Linked DNA regions of Sus scrofa: region 1 is linked to region 2. The links are chromatin contacts, called in public Hi-C maps. All regions are on one chromosome and are shown on one strand. The core of a region is the stretch at or near the end of the contact, and the rest is flanking DNA. Distances in the headings are between cores, read along the strand shown.

The links. A called contact is a pair of places that touch in the nucleus more often than the background predicts.
Region 1: a contact with region 2 is called in a Hi-C map of liver, with 5 times the contacts expected there. The contact joins the promoter of TRIM45 here to the promoter of FAM46C in region 2. A contact is called at or near these places in 2 of 47 Hi-C or Micro-C datasets (heart right ventricle and liver).

The regions. Positions count from the first base shown.
Region 1 is chr4:103,610,045-103,614,810 of Sscrofa11.1, forward strand. It overlaps TRIM45 (tripartite motif-containing protein 45), which reads left to right and starts at 3,138. Exons shown (of 6, transcript XM_001929343.5): 1 at 3,138-4,496. The coding sequence starts at 4,009.
Region 2 is chr4:103,150,658-103,155,860 of Sscrofa11.1, forward strand. It overlaps FAM46C (family with sequence similarity 46 member C), which reads right to left and starts at 3,417. Exons shown (of 2, transcript NM_001315609.1): 1 at 3,307-3,417.

The DNA.
Region 1 (4,766 bases), core at 1,888-4,387, 460 kb after region 2:
TAACACAGAAGGAAAGATATTTTAAATAATAAAGGTGGAAGCATTCTGAAGACAAAACTGGATAAGATCAAAAAGTGTGTTTGGCCAAACGTTTAGGTATAATAAAGGCCAGTTTTATGGATCTAGTAAGAAATCCAGATGTTATCCTGTGGAGACTGGGAGCTACTGAAGCTTTCAGATTGAAGACTGATTTCGTACCATAGTTTTATAATTAATTTTGAAAAACCATGTAGAATCAATTGGGGGAGGAGTGGAGGGCAGGAATTCAGAGATTATTCTAATACTTGAGGTAAAGGGGACGAAGTCTTTATCATCCTAAAATTCTGCTCAGTAAGGTGCTGGCAGTGGGGATGGAAAAAAAAAATGGTACCTGCCTGGATATGGAAAAAGAGAAAGGAGGCCAAAAGCACTATAAGGTCTCAAGTTGGGGGGAAGGGACAATGACGATATCCTTGAGAGAATAAAATAGAAGTTCAATGGAGTTTAAGCTTATGTGGCCCTAAAGGTGATGGGGTGACATTTGGGTGCAGGTGTGTAATAGACGGTTGTGACCAACGCTGAGGAGAGTGGTCAGTACTGAAAGTGTGACTCTCAGGCTCACCTGCAGGAGAAGGAAAGACGGGGGATAAAGTGGAGGAAGGGGGACCAGCGAGGAAGGAGAATGCGAGAAGCAGTTCAAGAAATTACAAGGCCAGGAGAGCAGCCTATTTCAGAAGGCGAGGGGAGAGGACGTTTTAAATACAAGGGAGTACATAACAATAGCGAATACCAAAGAGACTGTAGTGAGAAAGGGCTAGTGATGTGGTCACTTGTCATCTGCAAGAGAAAAGTCTCAGTAGGAAAGAGGAGTTTATAGGGGGGAGGAAAAAAACGGGGGCGGTGATGGTGACACTGAGAAGAAGGTGATGAAAGCCGGAGAGTGAGACTACTCTTTCGAGAAATGTAGTGGTGAGAGTCACAAAGGTCTGGAAGTTAAAAGGCAGCCCAGTCAAAGGAGGATCTGGTAGAAGAACGTGCATAAAGGACAGATGGAAAATGTAGGAACAGCAAGGTTTTGCGAAGGCAGGAAAGGTCGGAATTAAGAGCAGAAGTCTTGAGAGGTTAACCTTGGAAGAGAAGAAAAGCAGTTAGGAGAGGTATGAGAGGAGAAATGATGAATCCCAGATTTTTTTGGTAAAAAGTGAGGAAATTGCTTTTCTTAAAGTCTGCTTTATATTCCTGCTTTATATACCTGCTGAGTATATAAAGGATTTAATGCTTAAGAAGCTGCGATGAGGAGTTCCCCTCATGGTACAGCGGAAACGAATCTGACTAGGAACCATGAGGTTGTGGGTTCGATCCCTGGCCCTACTCAGTGGGTTAAGGATCCGGCGTTGCCATGAGCTGTGGTGTAGGCTGTAGACATGGCTCAGATCTGGCGTTACTGTGGCTGTGGTGTAGCCTGGCAGCAACAGCTCCGATGGGACCCCTGGCCTGGGAACCTCCATATGCTGCGGGTGTGGCCCTAAAAAGGACAAAAGACCAAAAAAAAAAAAAAAAAAAAAAAAAAAGCAGCAGCAGCTGGGAAGAGAAAGGGTAGAGGTGGTTGGGCATGGCATCATGAGACAGAATTCAAGTCTCAGATGGGCTACCTTGGGCTGGCCACCAAACTTGAGACTTTCCTCACAGAGTTGTTAAGAGAGTAAATGGAATAACACACATGTAAATTATAAAGCACTTCTTAGACAAGAGAAGCTTGTAACATCTACCATGGGAAATATGATAAGAGCATGAATAAGAGATGAAGCAAAGCATCACAAGGCATCGGGGAGTGTTGAGGTGAAGTTCAGAGCAAGGATATATAACAAATCCAAGTCTGCAGTTGCTGCGACTGACTTCATACTGGAGTGGAGAAAGCAGATTCCGAGTCAGTAGGTACAGAGAAGGACAAGAAGCCACAAAAAAATCTAGGTAAGAACTATTTTAAGACCTTTGCCGGCATGCTTCCTTTAGGAAATTACATATAATTTACATATAAAAGTGGCATTTGACTCATTAACATATTTTAGAAATGGCCAAACATTCCAATTTCTGATTTTATAGTTTTCTTTTCATATTTCAGAGTGTTGTTTTAGATTCTACTTTTTTTTGTTTTTAAAAGAGCTTAGGCTCCAGGCACTGTGCCTATAGCATGGAATGGATAATGAAGACATCAGTGAGACAGTTGCCCACTGGGTCCAAATCAAGTCCAAGAGGTGATGAATAAAGCGAGCTGTGAGGTAGATAATCAGGCCTCCTCCAGGGGCTTAAGTGCCGAAGATAATGAGAACAGATGGAGGGTAAGAAGCCAGAGGGTTACCACGTGTGGAACTTGGGAGATAAAAGGCCTACATCCCAGGTAAAATCCCAGATACGGCTAAATCAGCAGACTCCTGAGGACACTTAAAAGAAGGAGACCAAGAAACTGTGAATCGCGAAGGAAAGGGTGCCTGATGGGTTCATTTTCCCCTTAGTTTGTGAGCCCACAAAGGGCTTATCCCTCCTTGACACCTTCCACTACCCCATTGTGACCAGCCACCGGCCCTCCCTGACGGATAAAAACGGGGGGACAAACGTGCCCTGTTTCTCTTACACAAAGCTGTAGAATTCTGAATGAAAAACCACCCCTTAGTCATCCGCACCTCTTGCCCCGGATGGGTGAAAAAACTGCTTCTCCGACTCCAGGGAACGGGGAGTCGGCTCCTGGGCGCTGGCCGGACGAAGGCAACGCTAGACCTCGGTGCAACGGTCTCCCTGAGGGGTCTTCCGAACCAGCCTGGGTCGGAAAACGCCAGGAGCCAGCAAGCCTCTTCTAGAAGCTCTTGTACCCAGCCCGCTAGTCCTGAGGGACTCCAGAGCTAAAATAAGCTGGGAAGCCCAGAGGGGAACTCTCAGGCTGACACCAGCTCGGAGAAGAAACGCCAGTAACCGCACACATCCCAAACCTCGACAACCAGGAAAACACCTCCCCTTTCAACGCCCCGGGCGGAGCCCGGCACCAACTGACAGCGCCACCCACCAATGGGAGGGCCCAAACTGGGATCGTGGGACCAATCCGAGGGCGCGGGGGAGGCGGTCCCGTGGCCCATCAGCGCGGCTTTTTAAGTGCTCCTCTGGCCTCTCTGATCGCCGCAGCCATAGAGAAAGGGACAGTCACCGTAAAACGGTGACGCCGGCTGTACTATGCCGCTCACTCCCAGCCTCAGTCTTTTCTTCTTCCGAGGACTAACCCCGCAGACAGCCCCGCCTCCTGCCTTTAGTTTGATCCCGCCCCTTCCCGGAGGGCACCGGCCAAGATGTGGAATTTCCAAAGCTTACTGGGTGCCGCTGGTGTCACTCTGAAGGGCGGCGGGTCCTGCTGCGGCGAAGGCCGCGCCTCTCCCAAGGTGATTGGACTCGCCCGAGTAGCCCCCGACTGGGATTGGTGTGAGAAAGGGCCGGAGCCATCGGGCACCACCTTGGACCGGAAAGTGGGCAGGCGGTGGCAACCGAAGAGCCGGCAAGACCTCGCAGCACCCTCGTCCTCCATGTGCCTTCCGCGGAGGGCCGGGTTGGGGGAAGGAGCGGGAGGCCCCCCAACCGCATCACGCGAGGGCGGGGACGGCACTTGTCGCGTGTCTGGCGCGGGGCCGGACGGGTGGCAGCGGGAGGGGGGTGATAGTAGAGGGTGTTAGAGATGCAGGGGTTCAGAAGTCTAGCAGGAGACTTAGACCTGGAAGCGCCTCCTCGGAGGATTTAGGGGGTTAGAGGAGGCCGTGGGCGTGTCTGGTATGGGATGCCTTGCAAAGGAGGGGGCCCTGTTGAGTAGTTCTGTGGGCGGTTCCTTTAAGGAATCCTCTAACTTTTTGCCCTTTGATTTGCCAAAGAGAGAGTCCCCATGGTCTCTGTTCAAGTTTTGGAAACTTTCTCTTTGGGTGGGCCTAATCACCTACTACTTCATTATAGAATTGCCCAGGGTCTTTTCTGATACTGAGCACAAACGTGGGGAATATGGCAGAAAACAGGAAGCCGCTGCTGGGCTTCGTGGGCAAACTCCCATGTGGGACCACACCTGGGAACTCAGGCAAGACTCACTGCCCTTTGTGCATGGGGCTTTTCAAGACCCCCAGGCTCTTGCCTTGTTTGCACACAGTTTGCACCACCTGTCTGGAGCAGCTGGAACCCTTCTCAGTAGTGGACATCCGTGGGGGAGACTCTGACACAAGCTCTGAGGGGTCAATATTCCAGGAACTCAAGCCATGCACTCTGCAGCCGCAGATCGGCATCCTCTGTCCGGTATGTGATGCTCAGGTGGACCTGCCCATGGGTGGAGTGAAGGCTTTAACCATAGACCACCTGGCCATGAATGATGTGATGCTGGAGAGTCTGCGTGGGGAAGGCCAGGGCCTGGTGTGTGACCTGTGCAGCGACAGGGAAGTGGAGAAGAGGTGTCAGACCTGCAAAGCCAATCTCTGCCACTTTTGCTGCCAGGCTCATAGGTAAAGATGGGACACCCCACCTGGTGTGGCTTAAGAGCGGAGTGCAAAGAGGTGTCAAGACAGAGAATTCCCTGGGTGAGCAGATGGAAAGGAAAGCTCGAATGCCATGCAAAGTCAGAGAGCAATATAGGATGTGGTTACAGATATTCCAGAACAGCGGTTAACTCCTGCAGCCTTTATATAATACCCATGGTAATAACAGCAGCAGAGGTTTGCAGAGTCCTTTTCAGCTTACAAAGCACATTCAGTTTCCTTGGATCATCAACCATT
Region 2 (5,203 bases), core at 2,167-4,666:
TATCCAAGAAGTAAACACTCTACACAGTTGGGTGACCGAGACTCCAAAAAGGCTCTGAGACTAAAAAACATCCTCCACGAGAGTTGCTTAACATCAGCAATTATTTCTTGACATTCGTTTTGTTTCCTATTGTTCCAAGAGGTTCTGCAAACAGTTCTAGAACAGGCTACGGGGCTCAGCTGAACAAAATCTATTAATTCTAAACAATTCATAAGGCTTTCTTACATGCTGAATTATATGAAGATGCTTCCTCTAAGCCATTTATATTCCAAATAGCAGCTTCCTTATTCATGCATGTAGTGAAAGGACAAAAAAAAAAGGTTTTGAGACCAGAAGTTCCGGAAGCCTCACAAAGATCAGCACTACTGCCATAACCAAGTGGCTTTACACACACGACCGATTTTTTAAACACAGAGGTATCGGCCTCATCATCATACCACTTAAACTTATGCCAATTTATTGAACTTGCTACCGTCAAAACATCAAGAGAGAATATTTTTCTATATTGCCTTGTTTACCTCAGTGACCACACAAAAAAGCAATGGACCTTATCTAACCGAATAATGTTTCATCCCAAGCAACACCTCAGACTCCGCATTGCTTCCCCTTAAACCCCGCCCCGCTCCCCCCAACAACAACAACAGACACAGTCCAGAGTCTGGTGTGGGACTGAGAAACCCAAACACAGCCTCCCAAGTTTAACTGAACTCATGAAACTAGTCCTGAGCATCCACAGGACGAGACTCTCTAGGTAACACAAATGAGGTTTACCACATCCGTTCAGAGCTCTTGGCTTGTCATTCTTTAGTGCCTGACCCCATGCACACAACATATCAAAGATGAAAATGAAAACGGGGTATTTATTTGCTTAAGCAGTTGAAAAAAATAATGTCCTTTTCCAACTTTGTATTCAATGTGCCCAGTTTCTGGCACTGGGAGAAGAAGGATGCTCCAGCGCGCTCTGGGTTATCTTTACTTCCAGGCAGTTCCCTGGACTCTTGGAAGTGTGAGGATTTCTCTGTTCTCGGATGGGCAGCGGGTGCACAATCTGGCCTGGCCTTGACCACTGGGGGATGCAGACTCGGTAGAGATGGGGCAGGGGGAGCTTCTGCGACTCAGGAGGGGATTTTGGTGGCTCCTCGTACTCACAGGAGAGCTGAGGACATTTAACAGACAGAGCCACGGGTGCTCAACTAAATCACATTCATTCTGACAAACAGGCCAAGGGCCAAATCCTTTCCCTCAAAGTCACCCCAACTTAATCTCCGGGTACAAGGTAGGAATCGTGGAAGAAACAACCTAAAGAATGCTGCTGTTTGCTCTCTGTGCACACACAAGCTTAAGAAATTAGGGAACCTTGTTGAGGCTAACCATTTTAGAGGCCTCCTGACAGAGAAAAAGGGTTTTTTTTTTTTTTTTAACGTTGATGTTAAAATTACCCGCAGCTACCTGAATGATTATATACAATATACCAAACCCTGCTTTCTGAAAACTCCTTATTGAGAATAAATGTACTCGAAAGATGAGGGTACAACTTAAGACCAAGGTTCCAGTTATCTCAAGTAAAAGCTTGACTCCAAAGATACCAAGCTTTCCATCTTTGCAAACAAGAACGTCAAACCCCTGCTGGTCCAGCTTTGAGCTTCCCTGAAAGGGAAGAGAAACGTCAGCGTTTTCTACTCCCCGCCACCCTCTTTGAGGGCAGGGCTTCAGGGTCGCCTGTGTGGGTCTCACTCCCTTAATACCTCTGGAGGTTTAAGACAGCACGATTCTTGGTAAGCGCTCCTACTGCCCTGACCGCTGCCTGGCTTGCTTCCCTGCCAAGCTACTCACGTTGAAAGGCTAGTGTAGCCAACAATGGCCACTCACATCCCCCCTGCAAGGCAGCTGGGCCAAGCCCAGGAGTCTACTGCAGGAGGATTTAATAATCTTAACTTTATTTCCTGGGGAGGTTCAAGTTCCCAACTCACCTCCTAACTATCCTGAATACCAACTGTCACCATACAAATTGGCTACCTAGTCTTTATAAACGCTGGATGTTTAAAAGTGCAGTTGAAGCACTCCACGGTTTGCATATTCTAACTCCAGAAGCAATCAACAAACGTTAAAAAAGCAGCAGGTTCCTATTTGAGACAACGATTTAGGCAGCCCTGCAGAAGCCTCCCTCTGGACAAAAAAAAAGGGGGGGGGGTTGCAAGGAGACCGAACAGATCCTCCCCACAGGGTCCTGCCCTAACAATCGGTTCTAGTGCTCCTGGATGAACCGGAGTTCTCCAGAGAAACTCGCCAGGCACTTCCCCGGAAGTCGTCTCTTCCTTCGAGGTAGCGCCGATTTGTTTCTCTCGGGCAGGCGTTCCGCGTTTAGGTGCACAGGCTGCTACCCTGCACTCGTCAGGTTCGTCACCCTCCTCTGGCTCCCTCCCACCTTCGCGATCTGAACTGTGACACCTCTCTGGACAGCCGTGCCCCTAAGCCGCCCGCGGCTCCGCTAGCCCAGTCAACGGACGGCCGTGGCTTTCCGCGTACAGGCTAAGCAAGTTTCATTCCTAAAAGGGGAGGAACCAGGTCGCAGACGCCGTCTTCCCGAGAGAAGCAAAGCCCACGCGTCACTCGCTTGGATCACTTTGCTGCTCTCGGCGTCCCCAGTCTAGTGCGAGTGCAGGAGAAGTTAGAGATCTCCGCCCTCTCCCTCAAACCCTGGCGCTGGCACCCAGCAGGGGGAGGGTCCCACCCCTGTCCTCCCCTTCCCGGACTGATACAGCCCCCGACCGCTGCTGTCTCCAACTGCACCTTCCAGAGCCGCCGCATTCGAATTTGCGCTCGGCCGGCCGGCCAAGGTGTGCGCACCCGCGGAGCGCCCGGACGAGCCCGAGAGACCGCAAGCAAGGGAGGAGTGGTGCGGCCGCCGTCGGACCCGGGGAAGGAGCTGAAGGCCCCGTCACATACACTTCAGCTGCTCGGCAGGCTCGGGCCAGCACGGAGCCCGCGGGACGCGCGGAGCAGGAACTCGCCGAAGTTTGCCAGGCCCGGTCGAAGTCTCTCGAAAGTTGTAGCTCCCTCTCGGAGCGTCTCGCCTGGCCCTCGGGGGCGACAGGATAACGGGGGTGTCGTCGCTGGAGCTGAGGGGGAAGGGGGCACAGGGGCCCGGCACCTGTCCGCACCTCACCTCGGGGCCGCGGCGTCCCCTCCGGGCTAGGCGAAGACTTAGGCTCCTCTCGGCTGGAGCGGACCCCCCGAGAGCAGGGCGCGCGGCATTCTGGGACCGCGCATCCTCGCACCTTTAAAGGAGGGGGTTGGTGGACTCACCTGGGCGGCGGCGGCGGAGGAGACCACAGAGGCAGGTCCTTGGCGTGGGCAGCCCCCCAGCAGGAGCGGCGCGGTCACTACAGCCCCCAAGCAGCGGTACCGAGTGAGCAGTCCTGCCGCCGCCCCCTCCGTTTTTATATGGCCTGACCACGCCCCCGTCCGCCGCCACCGCCCCCACCCCCGCCCCTTAGCCTGCCCTCCCGGGGGAGCGAGGGGCGGGGCGGGGCGGAGCCGGCACCCACCAAATCCTTCCGCCGGGGCGCTGACGACGAGGGCAGGGCGAAAGGTGCCCTCTGATTGGCTCCTCGGGTGAATGGTTGCCGAGAGACGAGTAAATCTTCGGCGGCGGGAAGGGGCCGGGGTGCCAAAGGAGATAGCATTGCGCAGGCTCAATAGAGAGGGGCTGCGTTGACAACCCCCCCCTTAACTTCGGAGTTACTCAGACTCCCTTTCGACTTTCCACTACCTTCTCTTTTGCTGGTGGTAGCGCATAACTTATCACCCAACTGCCCCGCGCCCAAGTTTTTTTCCAGCTCTATTCCGCTCCCTCGCGGGTCTGTTTTTTTTACTTCTCTGGGAATTTTAGCTTTAGTTCCCTCTCCGGTAGTGGGGAGTGAAGCCCCCACGCCTACCCCGGACTCGAGTTTTTCTTTTTTCTTTTTTTTTTTTTGCCATTTCTAGGGCCGCTCCTGCGGCATATGGAGGTTCCCAGGCTAGGGGTCTAATCGGAGCTGTAGCCACCCGCCTATGCCAGAGCCACAGCAATGCAGGATCCGAGCCGCGTCTGCAACCTACACCACAGCTCACGGCAACGCCGGATCGTTAACCCACTGAGCAAGGGCAGGGACCAAACCCGCAACCTCATGGTTCCTAGTCGGATGCGTTAACCACTGCGCCACGACGGGAACTCCCCGGACTCGAGTTTTGAAGTCGGGGAGAACACTTGTTTTCTGAGCCAGACGAGCCTTCCTGATCCCCCAAGCAAATTGGCTGGAGGTCATTGGGGAAAGGGCCAGCACAGTTGGTTCTCTGGAGCGGTTACCACCTGTGTGCAGTTAGTGGGACTAAGGGCCTGGAGGAATCCATCGCCAAGCCTGCAAACTGCGGCAGCTTCAGCCGTACTCTTACTCGTACTCGGAATGTCACAGGGCTCAGTCGTGTCTGTTACATAACATGCAGGCGGGGTTTGGACGCTGTCCCGTCACTCCGTAGCAAGTGGTTTCGAGTCCAGGTTCTAAATTCAGATTAACCTGGATTGGGATCTCTATTCACTACCTAACTATCTGTAAGGCCTTGGGCAAGTAACTTAACCAACCCTCCATAAATCTCCATTTCCTCACCTGTACGGAGGGACTAAAATCGGAACAGCTTTGTAGCGTTATATAAGTATCAAATAAGAAAATGGAAAGTTATTAGCGCAGTGCCTGGTGTAAAGTGTGTGGTAAATGTTCTTTATATCAAATAGTAGGTCTTGCATTTATTGAGCTTATGCTAATCTTCTACTGGGTGCTAGGGGAAAAGACTACTTCCTAGATGCAATATTTCTCTACCTGGCCCTTTCCACCCCTGCCTGAAATAAGTGTGATTTTCAATGTCTGCCAGGATAGAGTTCTCAAACATGAGAGGGGAGGGGGCGGTCCCCTGCAACATTAATGAATAGGATATCAGTATGAATGCTTTTAGGGAAAGCTACAGTGATTCTGTTGTTGGACATCAAGTCAAGATAGATGATCTAATTTTTTTTGTTGTTGTTTTCCTTTTTTGTTTTTGTGGTACAAATTCGGTAAAGTGCTTATGTGTACAGAACGATGAATTTCTCAATATGTAACTACCACCCAGCTTCCTCATGCCCCTTCCCGTTCAGTGTGCCACAAAAGGTTTGAGCTTGGTATGGATG